2 separate regions of the Mus musculus genome follow, and region 2 is linked to region 1. A link is a contact called in public HiChIP or PLAC-seq data. All regions are on one chromosome and are shown on one strand. Each heading gives the region's core, a stretch centred on a gene start, on an enhancer-like site or on the middle of the called end of the contact. The rest is flanking DNA. Distances are from core to core; before and after follow the strand shown. Region 1 overlaps Gm33169 (a long non-coding RNA gene). Region 2 has its middle 9.4 kb from the start of Gm33273.

Region 1 (5,083 bases), core at 2,242-4,741:
GCCACAGCCCAAGGTGACAGGAAACAGTTGGCACAAACCAAAAAGTTAGCAAGAAAAGGCTGGGAAACAGGAGGTCCACAAAAACGATGGGAGGTTCACATGGACTTCCTGGGACTCTGACAGGCTTGTGGGCTTGGGAATGGCCTGGCTAGGGCAGAAGTGGACATCACCTGATGATGTTCAGCCAGGCCTCAGCACACAGGCTGCTTCCGGGTGAAAAACTGGTCATAGTTTCAGTTCCGGGCATCTAAGGAAATCTGCTGAGTTATCCTCTCATCGTGACCAAGAGTGCAGACAGTGGAAAATGTACTGGCAGCCTGGCGGGGGTGATGCCTGCCTTAACCCCAGCAGGAGGCACCCACTGGATGAAAACAGAAAAGTTTGAGTATCCTAAGGTGGTAGCTCTGGGATTTAATTTTTCTCTTCTCCCAGGGCTTGTTGCTGCTGCTGATTTTAGCTGTTGTTTATTTAACGACTTTGTGAATGAAGTTTTCCTTCCTTCCTTCCTTCCTTCCTTCCTTCCTTCCTTTTTCTTTCTTTCTTTCTTTCTTTCTTTCTTTCTTTCTTTCTTTCTTTCTTTCTTTCTTTCTTTCTCTCTTCCTCTCTTCCTCTCTTCCTCTCTCTCTCTCTCTCTCTCCCCCTCCCCACTTCCTTCCTTTCTTTTTGTGTGTATGTGTGTGTTTTACAGATAGTTTAGCCCTGGCTGTTCTTGAATTCACTCTGTAGACCATGCTGGCCTCAAAATCAGAGATCTGCCTCCTTCAAGTACTGGGATTAAAGTCATACACCCACACACAGGCCTGCCTCTCTCTCTCTCTCTCTCTCTCTCTCTCTCTCTCTCTCTCTCTCTCTCCAGGCAACAAAGGGGGATGCGTCTAATTTACGGGATAGGATTACCAGACTGTCTTTGAGGACTGATTGGACACTTGGAAAAGATCTTAAATAAACAATTGAAAAAAAAATATATATATATATATTTAATTGAAGGAATACAGACCTAGGAAAATAAATACTGAGCCAGGCCATCTTCCAGGTTCCTGTGCTCATGGCAGAGAGTAGGAGGGGCCAGCAAGCCTTGGAATATAACCCACAGACAAGCTAGGTGCCCAGCAAGGCCTGTCCACCACAGAGTTGCTGAAGTGGGGTATTTAAGTGGGAATACTGCCGGAACTCATGTTGTGAGGTCAGGAGTATGTGAATTCAGAGAGAAACTTGACCGCATTATTTCAGGGGTCTGTGTATTCTTGAAGAAATTATCAATCAAGAGACAGTTTAAGCAGTTTATTTAGCCAAGTAAACAAGCACTTCAGAGACTGGAGTGGGCTGCACCCAAAGAGGGAAACACTACAGCAGGTTCTGGGCTGAGGATTCTAAGGCTATTCTCATGACTATGCATGAGCTATATTACATACATATTCATGAAGTAAGGAGTGGTTTTTTGTTTTGTTTTGTTTTGTTTTTTTACCTCCCAACTCTTTGTAGAATGGATCTTCCTTTTACTTTATTTTTTCCCATCTCCCCACGATTGACTAGAAAAGCCCACAAGGTGTTGGGTAGTTGATCAAAAGGTTGGACTTTAGGATGCTGACCATTTGTTGGCGCACAGTCTTAGTTAGGGTTTCCATTGCTGAGAAGAGACACCATGACCAAGGCAACTCTTATAAGGGACATTTACGTGGGGCTGGCTTACAAGTTCAGAAGTTCAGTCCATTGTCATCATGGCATGGCAGCATCCACATAGACACAGTGCTGAAGAAGAAGCTGGAGGTTCTACATCTTGATTCAAAGCCAGTCAGGAAGAGACTGTTTTCCAAGCTGCTAGGAGGAGAGTCTCAAGCCCACATCCACAAAGACACACTTCCTTCAACAAGGCTACAGCTATTCCAACAAGGCCACACCTCCTAAGAGTACCACTCCTTGGACCAAGCATGCACTTGGTCCACCACATGCACATATGGGGGAGTGCCCTGGTTCATCTCCACAGGAAATGATATTAAAATCTGGGAATGAGCCAGGTGACAGTGGCCCATGCCTTTACTCCCAGTACCAGGGAAGAAGAGGCAGCGGTGTCTCTGTGAGTTTGAGGCTAGCCTGGTCTACAAAGTGAGTTCAAGGACAGCTAGGGCTACACAGAGAAACCCTGCCTGGAAAAACAATAACAAAGAAAGTGTAAATGACCCACTTTGCATAGCAGACTTTAAGAGACAATGACTGTGGTCTGTCTGAAGTTGGCTCAGAACCTGGAAAAGCAAGACAAACTTGGGACTTTGGGAAGTGGAAGCTGCCACTGAGCTCTGCTCTCTTTCTGGAGAAATGGGCATGCAGGAGACACGTGCCAAACATCCAGGGCTTGCAGCAGAGCTCGTTTGGAGGGGCTTGATGATGAAGCACCCTTTAGAAGTGGTTTGGCTGCCAGGCAGTGGTGGCGCACGCCTTTAATCCCAGCACTTGGCAGGCAGAGGCAGGTGGATTTCTGAATTCGAGAGTGAGTTCCAGGACAGCCTGTCTCGAAAAACAAAAACAAACAAACAAAAGAAGTGGTTTAGCTAAGGAGTGGAGAGGTACGTGAGAAATACAGACAACCTGCAGAGGACTGAAAGCTGCCGGTGCCAGCAAATCTGCCCTACAACTGGTGGGGGTAGAAGACGGAAAATAAGAACATTAGGCAAAGGAACTTTCTTCACACTGCATACTGCTATGAGAGAAAACACTCCAGATTTAAGAGTTTGTTCCTGTATTAGGTTTATCTTTGTGTGTTGTCTGTGTGCACATGCGCATGCGTCCTTGGAACTGGAGTTCCAGGCAGTGGTAAATATAGCAGCGTGGTGCTGGGAAAAGAACTTGTGTCCTCCTTAAAAGCAGAATATTAGTTACTTTCCTTTGCTGTGATAATATCTGATAATGAAGAGAGCACAGGGAGGAGTTTATGCTCCCAGAGGGAGAGTCCAGAGTAAAGGGAAGGTATGGCAGCCGGCCATAGGAGCAGCCAGCTGAGTGGCCAGATCTTAAACCACAACAGCAAGCAGAGAGAACAGGAAGTGGACAAGCTTGTGAGCCCTTCAGAACTTACCCCAGAGGCATACTTCCCCCAGCAAGGCTGGACCACCTCCCCAAACAGCAGCACCACGTAGGGACCAAGCATTCAAGTACCTGCGCCCATGGAGCCATTGCTCACTCAAACCACTACAAGTTACAAGTTACAGAGGGTGAAGGTGTCATTAGCCTCTGAGTCATTTCTCCAGCCCGCTCGGCTCACTTTTATTTTAGACTTGGCTCTAGGCTCCTGTATTCATAGTTCATGGGATTATCTGTGATAAAACTGTTTTTAAGAAATGACGTATTTCTCAGATAACGTTGTTAGAAGCTTTACATAATATTGTAACTTGCTTTCCTTTATTTCTGGATCTAGGTCAAGATATTTAATGACCATCCTGCTGGAGCTACTGGGTGTGGAGGAAAGTGTTTTAGTTGAATAGGGACACATGAACAATGTTATCTTAATTGTGCAGTGTGCTATATCTGCTGGCTCTGTTTTACTGGTTAAGCAACAGTTTTACAGGAAAATAACTAATAAAATATTCAGTTTCTTCATTAGAAAGTTGAAAGGCATCAGACTTTTCAAGTGCAGAGCACTGATAATGAGACAGAGATTGTTTTTTTTGTTTTTAAGTCCAATAGCATTCCGGAGCTAATATGCATAATATCGGAAATTCACAGCTCACTGAAAACACTCAATAGTAGATCTGATCAAGTAGAATAATTGGTGATTTGAAGGTAGGGTGATGGAGACTGTCCATCCAGAGAAGGAGAGACAGTACCATGAAAACTCACAAGGACCACTGTGCACACGCGCCAGAGGAGGGACCGCTCAGCCCTCCCGCACGGACAGGAGTGGATGGGCGGTGAGGAGGTGCTTGTGGGGGAACAGGGTAACTGTGGAATGGATGTGGGTTTTCCTTCTGAGGAGACAGGAAAAAAAAAAAAAACACTAGACTGCACACTTTGAAATGGTAAATTTTATATTCTATAACTTTCATTTTTAAAAAAGAAAAGATATGGAGAAAATGTAGATAAATAATGCTACGTGCTGACTGACAATTATAAGAAAATTACCATTTCTAGAGGTGCTGTTTTTCAGCTTTTTGTTACCCTTAATTTGCTGCCATTTCTTTTACTCTAAAGATGCTCTTCCTAAATAACGTATTTTATACATTTTCTCCCAAAAAGGTTCTTGCACCTGATGAAGCTTCTGGACGCACAAACCAGGATGCCCCAGAAGCTTGTCACCAAAGGAACTCTGTCACCAAACAGGGTGTGCCTGTGCTTAGGGGCCCTTGCTCTCAGCAGCTCCGGGAACGCTCCCCTCCCCCACCCAGTCCTCAGGCTCCTCCTGAGAGCCGCTTCTATTCCTTCTCACATCTTACATGGCTCTAATCCTCACTCAGCTTTCTACGGCCCCTCTAGTCCGCTGCTGTCCCCAGATTGTTGCAGAGTTGTTTGCTTTTTTTTTTTTTTAAGATTAAAAATTTTTTTAACGTATATGAGTACACTGTAACTGTTTTCAGACACACCAGATAAAGGTGTCAGATCCCATTACACATGATTGTGAGCCACCATGTGGTTGCTGGGAATTGAACTCAGCACCTCTGGAAGAGCAGTCAGTGCTCTTAACCGCTGAGCTCAGTCCCAGAGCTGTTTTTAAAGTTATTTACTTATTAGTGGTTTGCTTGTTTACATACTGTCCTATTTATTTATTTATTTATTTATTTATTTATTTATTTTGGTTTTTTGAGACAGAGTTTCTCTGTATAGCCCTGGCTGTCCTGGAACTAACTCTGTAGACCAGGCTGGTCTCGAACTCAGAAATCTGCCTGCCTCTGCCTCCCTAGTGCTGGGATTAAAGGCACATACTGTCCTTGTAGCCCAGGCCAACCTTGAAGTTACTGAATAGTTGAGGGTGACCTTGAACCTCTGAACCTCCTACCTCTGCTGGGATCATAGGCAAGGGCTACCCCAGGGAGGCCTGGCTGCTCCCGAGTTTCACAACGCACTCATTTCCAGTGGCCCTTCAACTACAGGGTTA
Region 2 (5,487 bases), core at 2,756-5,255, 250 kb after region 1:
TCTGAAACACCCAAGATCTAAGGACCCCAGGATCCCAGAATCACAGGACCAGAGAGACAGCTGGACTCTGAGGAGTTCTGACACAACCAGAATCAAAGTAGGGACAGGGTCCAGCCAGAGATAGCAAGGGCTGGTAGAGATAACCAGAGGTGAAAGGCAAGCTTAAAAACATAAGCAACAGAAACCAAGGCTACTTGGCATCATCAGAACCCAGTTCTCTCACAGCAAGTCCTGGATACTCAATCATACCAGAAAAGCTAGATTCGGATTTAAAATCACTTCTAATGATGATGATAGAGGACTTTAAGAAAGACATGTATAACTCCCTTAAAGAGATACAGGAGAACACGGGTAAACAGCTAGAAGCCCTTAAAGAGGAAACACAAAAATTCCTTAAAGAATTACAGGAAAATACAACCAAACAGGTGAAGGAAATGAAAATGGAAATAGAAACAATAAATACATTACAAAGTGAGACAACCATGGAGATAGCAAACCTAGAAAAGAGATCAAGAGTCATAGATGTAAGCATCACCAACAGAATACAAGAGATAGAAGAGAGAATCTCAGGTGCAGAAGATACCATAGAAAACATTGTCACAGCAGTCAGAAAATGCAAAAGTGTGGTTTGTGTACCCAGCGAGACTCCACTGGAAAAAACTAAGTTTTCCTTTGTGAGTGGTCGCCAGCTAGAGATAGCTTCTGGCTTAGGGAAGGGCACTTGTCTGCTTCCCTTCTTGGTGATGGGACTCCTTCTGGTAGACTTCTGCAGCCCCTGTGCGTGCTGCAGTGGTTATTTGAGTTTATGTGAGCACCTGCCGGGCTCTGGTTAGAAGGCCTCCTTTCCTTGGTGATGTCTATCCCCATGGCTGTTAACATATTTCTGCCTTCTCTTCCACAGAGATCTCTGAACCCTGAGGAGAAGGGTTTTGATGAAGACTAAGCCCATTTAGGACTTAGTGTCCCAGGTCTCTCCCTCTCTGCACATTGTTCAGCTGAGGGTGTCTCAATTAGTCCCCATCTCCTACAGGAGGAAGCGTCTCTTGCTGGCTGAACAAGACACTAAACTCAGCCCCAGCCTGTGTGGCTTCTGGGTTCCCATGATGGTTTCTCCGGCTTCAACTTTTAGTCAGAACTCCCAAAATCAGACTGCTCTTTCTCTTTTAGCCCAGCTGGCAGTCTTTCTTAGTAACCACCCATGCGAGAAGCATTCTCTTCTATGCAAATTCAGTGTGTGCTTTTAGTCCCCAGTCAAATACTATTTCCTCCTCCAACTTCTAACTGGAAGCTTTGGGGGCTCGGGGTATGTGTGGTGTCTAATGGGGGGGGGGGCAGTATGGGATGGAGGGGGGTGGAATGGGACAAACCAGTGACTGAATTCAGAACCTTGTACAGGCTAACTGAGCACAGTGCTACTGAGGTATCCCTAGGCCCTTTTCTATTTGTATTTTGGCACAAGGCCTCACTAAGTTGCCTAGCTGGATTGAGGTTGAATGTTTTATTTAAAAGGCTATGGATCTATAATAAGGAAGAAACCCACTGCCCCTCTTGCATCTGAAAGTAGTAAGTCCAATGCAGTGATTTCAAACTTCTAAGTCAAACTGTTGTCTTATAGATACCAAAATTTTATAGACAGCATTAACGTGATGTAGAATTGAACTTTTATCTTAATGAAGCTGTTTCAAATAATGTAAACTTTGAAAATGTGAAGGGTAGATAGATGGGCATGCAGTTTATTTTGCATTTATTTTGGTTATGTAACACTGAGAAAACCAGTGAAATAACTGTTAACAGAGTTTAGGAACCCACTTTGCAGTTGGTAAATTTTATTAACATTCTATTAAACATTGCATACAATTATTGTATATGATATGCATTAACATGTTGGTAGTATTTCAGACACTAAATTTAACGTACGTGTATTTATTAAGTCATTGATTTATTTAACACATGCAAGACTCTACTTTGAATCATGAATTCTCATTATATGGATATTATTCCAGGGGGAGTAAGGCAGCAATATTGACTACTGAAATAAAATAAAATAAAATAAAATAAAATAAAATAAAAGACAAGACAAGGATGGTTGGTCTTCAAATGTAATACGGACTCCTCAGCATACACTGAGAGACCAACTTCTTTGGGTTCAGACTCCATCTTAGACAACCTGCCTAAGGTTGAACTCAAGTTAACTAACAGGCCTGTACCTAGCACCAGTTTCCAGGCTACCCCCAACAAGACCTGTGTCTAACACCAGTTTTCAGGTTACTGCCCAACAAATCTGCACCTCCAGGGTGCAAGCCGGCCCCTGCCTAACAACCACCAATTAGGAGGAAAACAGAAGTTAAGTTTGTGGTTTGACTCCCAGCACCAGCCAATTATGCTAAAGGCCACAGTAGTCCCCCAGTTAGATGCTTGCCAGGCTAGAAACACTCACCTCTCATTTGTCATTTCCTATAAAACCTTGTCCGGATGAGAGTTCGGGCTTTCCTCCACTGAAACCATCCTGTAGGTCAGCGGTGAGTTAAGCCCGAGCTCGAGCTTGTGAATTGCGTAGGATTGCCTGCTCACTGGTCTTGTGGGGTTCATGAATGCTTCCTGGTACTACACACATGTTGTTACCGCTTTATGCGGAATGAATAGGAAGCATGTGAAGGATTTGGGGGGGGGGCAATGAAGGGGAAGCAGCCGTAGACAGCACAGGAAAGGAACTCTGGTCCTCATGCAGCAGGTGTTGTTGTGGCACAGAAAGGACAAGATAAATAAGGAACAAACTTTCATGTCATGTAAGTCCCTTTAGAAATGATCGATTGGAATTTATGGAATTCAAATTTTAGCCTAACGAAGCGCTCTCAATTGAGGGAAAAATTTAACGTGAGGAGTTTTAAAGCTTAGTTGTGACCAAGGAGAAAGGCGAACCAAAGGAAAGAGCCAGGAAGTGGTATGTAGAGGACAGGGCATTGGCGCTAGCTGGGGCCGCGGTGGACATCTGAGCACAGATCTTCACGGGTCAAGGGTGGGAAGGGAAGCGGATTCCAGTAATGGGCCAGAGTGTCCAAACATCTTGAGAACAGAATAGGAAGAGTGAGCCACTGTGGTGGGAAAGGGCGGTAAAAGGTATCAAAGATGATTTCAATGTCACAGGGTCCAAGGCATATGGACCATTTAAGGTCCTTATTTTAATTCTTGGAAGATATGAAGTTCTTAGGATTTTAGAGGAGGAAATGATATCGTGTAATTTACATTTTTAACAGCACCTTTCTCACCATTATCCTGAGAACAGAGAGAGCAAGGCAAAGAGGTCGGTGAGAGATGTCTGCTGGGGCTGCCGTTTTACCACGGGCTGCGTGGCTTGTACAGACTCACGGAGCTTGTACAACTAGGGGAGTTCCATGCAGATGGCCCATTCTTTAGTTTATGGGCAGCCACCATATCACTTCGTGTTCAGGTGGCTTCTCTGTGGTGCAAATATACAGTGGAGAAAGAGAGAGGTGGGGAGAATGTCCTAGCTGTCTTTCTATAAGGAAAAAGAAGTAGATGAATGTAAAGTGCTAGAACCCCACTTGTTTAACCTCGTCTAACTCCAGCCACCTCCTGTGGCAGTTGGATAAGAATGCCCTCCATATTTGAATATTTAGCGTGTGGTTAGTTGAACTGTTTGGGACAGATAGTAGGAGTAGCCTTGTAGGGTATGGTAGAGGATACAAGCTGTTGTACTGGATAGTATTTTGTTTTAAGTAGAGCAGATTAGCTCTATTGGGTAATCTGGTACAGAGAGTGAGAGAGAAAACTGAATCAAAGGCAGAAAAGAACACCGAGTAGGTGTGATTATTGCTTGTTGTTTAGCGCAGTTTTCAAAATGGATAAATTGTACAGAACACAGGAGAGCAGCTAAGAGTCTCTGGGGAAGTGGGGTCCAAAGTTCTTCACCGGCCCTCTGGGGGGCATCGAGGATTGGGTTTATGCATTTCCTCTTCTCAGATCTGCCATTGCACTCTGAGGCCACAGCGTGTGGGCATGCACTGGTGGCTGTCTCCTGTACGCCCTCCACCAGAGAAGTTTCCGCCTTTTGGGCGGAAATCGTCTCAGACATTTCCTTTGTGCCACTGTCCAGAAAGTGGCAGACATCATACAGCCTTGCCCTCTGATTCTATACACTTTCAACCTAAGTGCAATAGAGAATTCATGGATTATGGAGTTTAAGTACAACTTTGGAAAATTCTCTTATTTTGAAAAGGGAAGGCACACATGAAGAGGGTGACTAATCACAGACAAGGGCTGGCTTTTGCCGTGAAGACTCAATAGATAGGCGATAATAACATTTTCTTAAGCATGAAAATAGCAGAATGTTAGAGAATTCTCTTTTAAAATTGACATTGTATGTGTGTGTGTGTTATATGTGTTGTTTGTATCTTCATGTGGGCGTGCCTGTGTGTACATGTGAGTGGGAATACACACGTGTGTGTGCTGAAGGTTGCTCTCTTCATGGCTTTCTGAGACAGGGATCCCATACTGAGACAGCAGCTGGTTGTTTGCCTAGGTCAGCTGTTCTTAGAGCTGGGAGCCTGCTGTCTTCCTTCGCCTCTCTAGCACTGTGACTATAGTCGTACACTCCCTCACTCAGGAGTGGGGGTGAGTGAGTGTTGGGGAACTCAGATCTTCACCCTGCACTGCAAGTATTTTTCTGGCTAAGTCATCTCCCCATCACTTGAGCGGTAGATGGCATTCTGGAGAGAAGCAAGTCTTAGTCTTGGGTAGAAGGCTTTGAGAAGTGCTTGCCTATTGTCTTAAATGCATGCCTTCATAGTAGAATTCAATTATTTTTGTTAAACCAATTAACATGTTATCTTCTCAACCTGACCACAATCTGAGGTCATGTTTGCTTCCTCATAGTCTCTTCTGAGTTTGTCCACATGGACTTTTCAAGCCTTAAAGACTTTCTATTATAGAACGGAGCAGGATGGTGTCCACTAGAGGCTAGGAGAGTGGGCAGGGGAGGGGAGAAGACAGAGGCGAGTGTCAGCACTGCTGAGAGGATGCCTTGCAGCCTGGTTGGAATCCACTGCTTACAAAACACTACTGGTCTTTAAAAGAGTGTTAAAATAACTCATAACTGTGTCATTGTCAGATATGTTTGTCAGAGTAGCTTCCTTCTGCAGCAGATGGGAACAAATACAGAGACCACAGCCATGCGTTATGCAGAGAGTGAGGCCTTGGAAGACTCAGCCTTAAATAGGATGTCCCTATCAAATCCCTCCCTCAGGACTCAGGGAACTCCACAGAAGAGGAAGCAGAAACGACGGTGATCAGGAGAACAAGGCTCTCTAAATCAACTGAGCAAAGCAAACATGAGCTCACAGAAACTGAAGCAGCCAGTGCGGGGCCTACGCGGTTCTGCACCGCGGGTCTGAACTGGGTCTCCTGTGTATATATTATAGCTTTCAGTTTAGTAGTTGTATGGGACTCCTGAGTGTGTGCACAAGGGCG

The links. HiChIP or PLAC-seq counts read pairs in DNA pulled down with a chosen protein or histone mark.
Region 2: an H3K27ac HiChIP or PLAC-seq map of microglia shows a contact between it and region 1, with 6 times the contacts expected there. The contact joins two enhancer-like sites. A contact is called at or near these places in 1 of 484 Hi-C or Micro-C datasets (pre-megakaryocyte-erythroid progenitors) and 1 of 115 datasets of contacts at active chromatin or transcription factors (microglia).

Annotation. Positions count from the first base shown.
Region 1 is chr3:9,644,195-9,649,277 of GRCm38.p6, forward strand. Gm33169 (a long non-coding RNA gene) reads right to left here. Exons shown (of 6, transcript XR_878676.2): 6 at 3,418-3,959. Among named protein-coding and RNA genes, the nearest start is that of Gm33169, 16 kb to the right of the region's middle. Within about 2 kb of position 3,492, at least 54 of the 459 cell types and tissues checked have an H3K27ac peak or open chromatin away from gene starts, as enhancers often do. A contact at or near this core is called in microglia, where this site is marked.
Region 2 is chr3:9,891,921-9,897,407 of GRCm38.p6, forward strand. No RefSeq gene overlaps it. Among named protein-coding and RNA genes, the nearest start is that of Gm33273, 9.4 kb to the left of the region's middle. Within about 2 kb of position 4,006, at least 36 of the 459 cell types and tissues checked have an H3K27ac peak or open chromatin away from gene starts, as enhancers often do. A contact at or near this core is called in microglia, where this site is marked.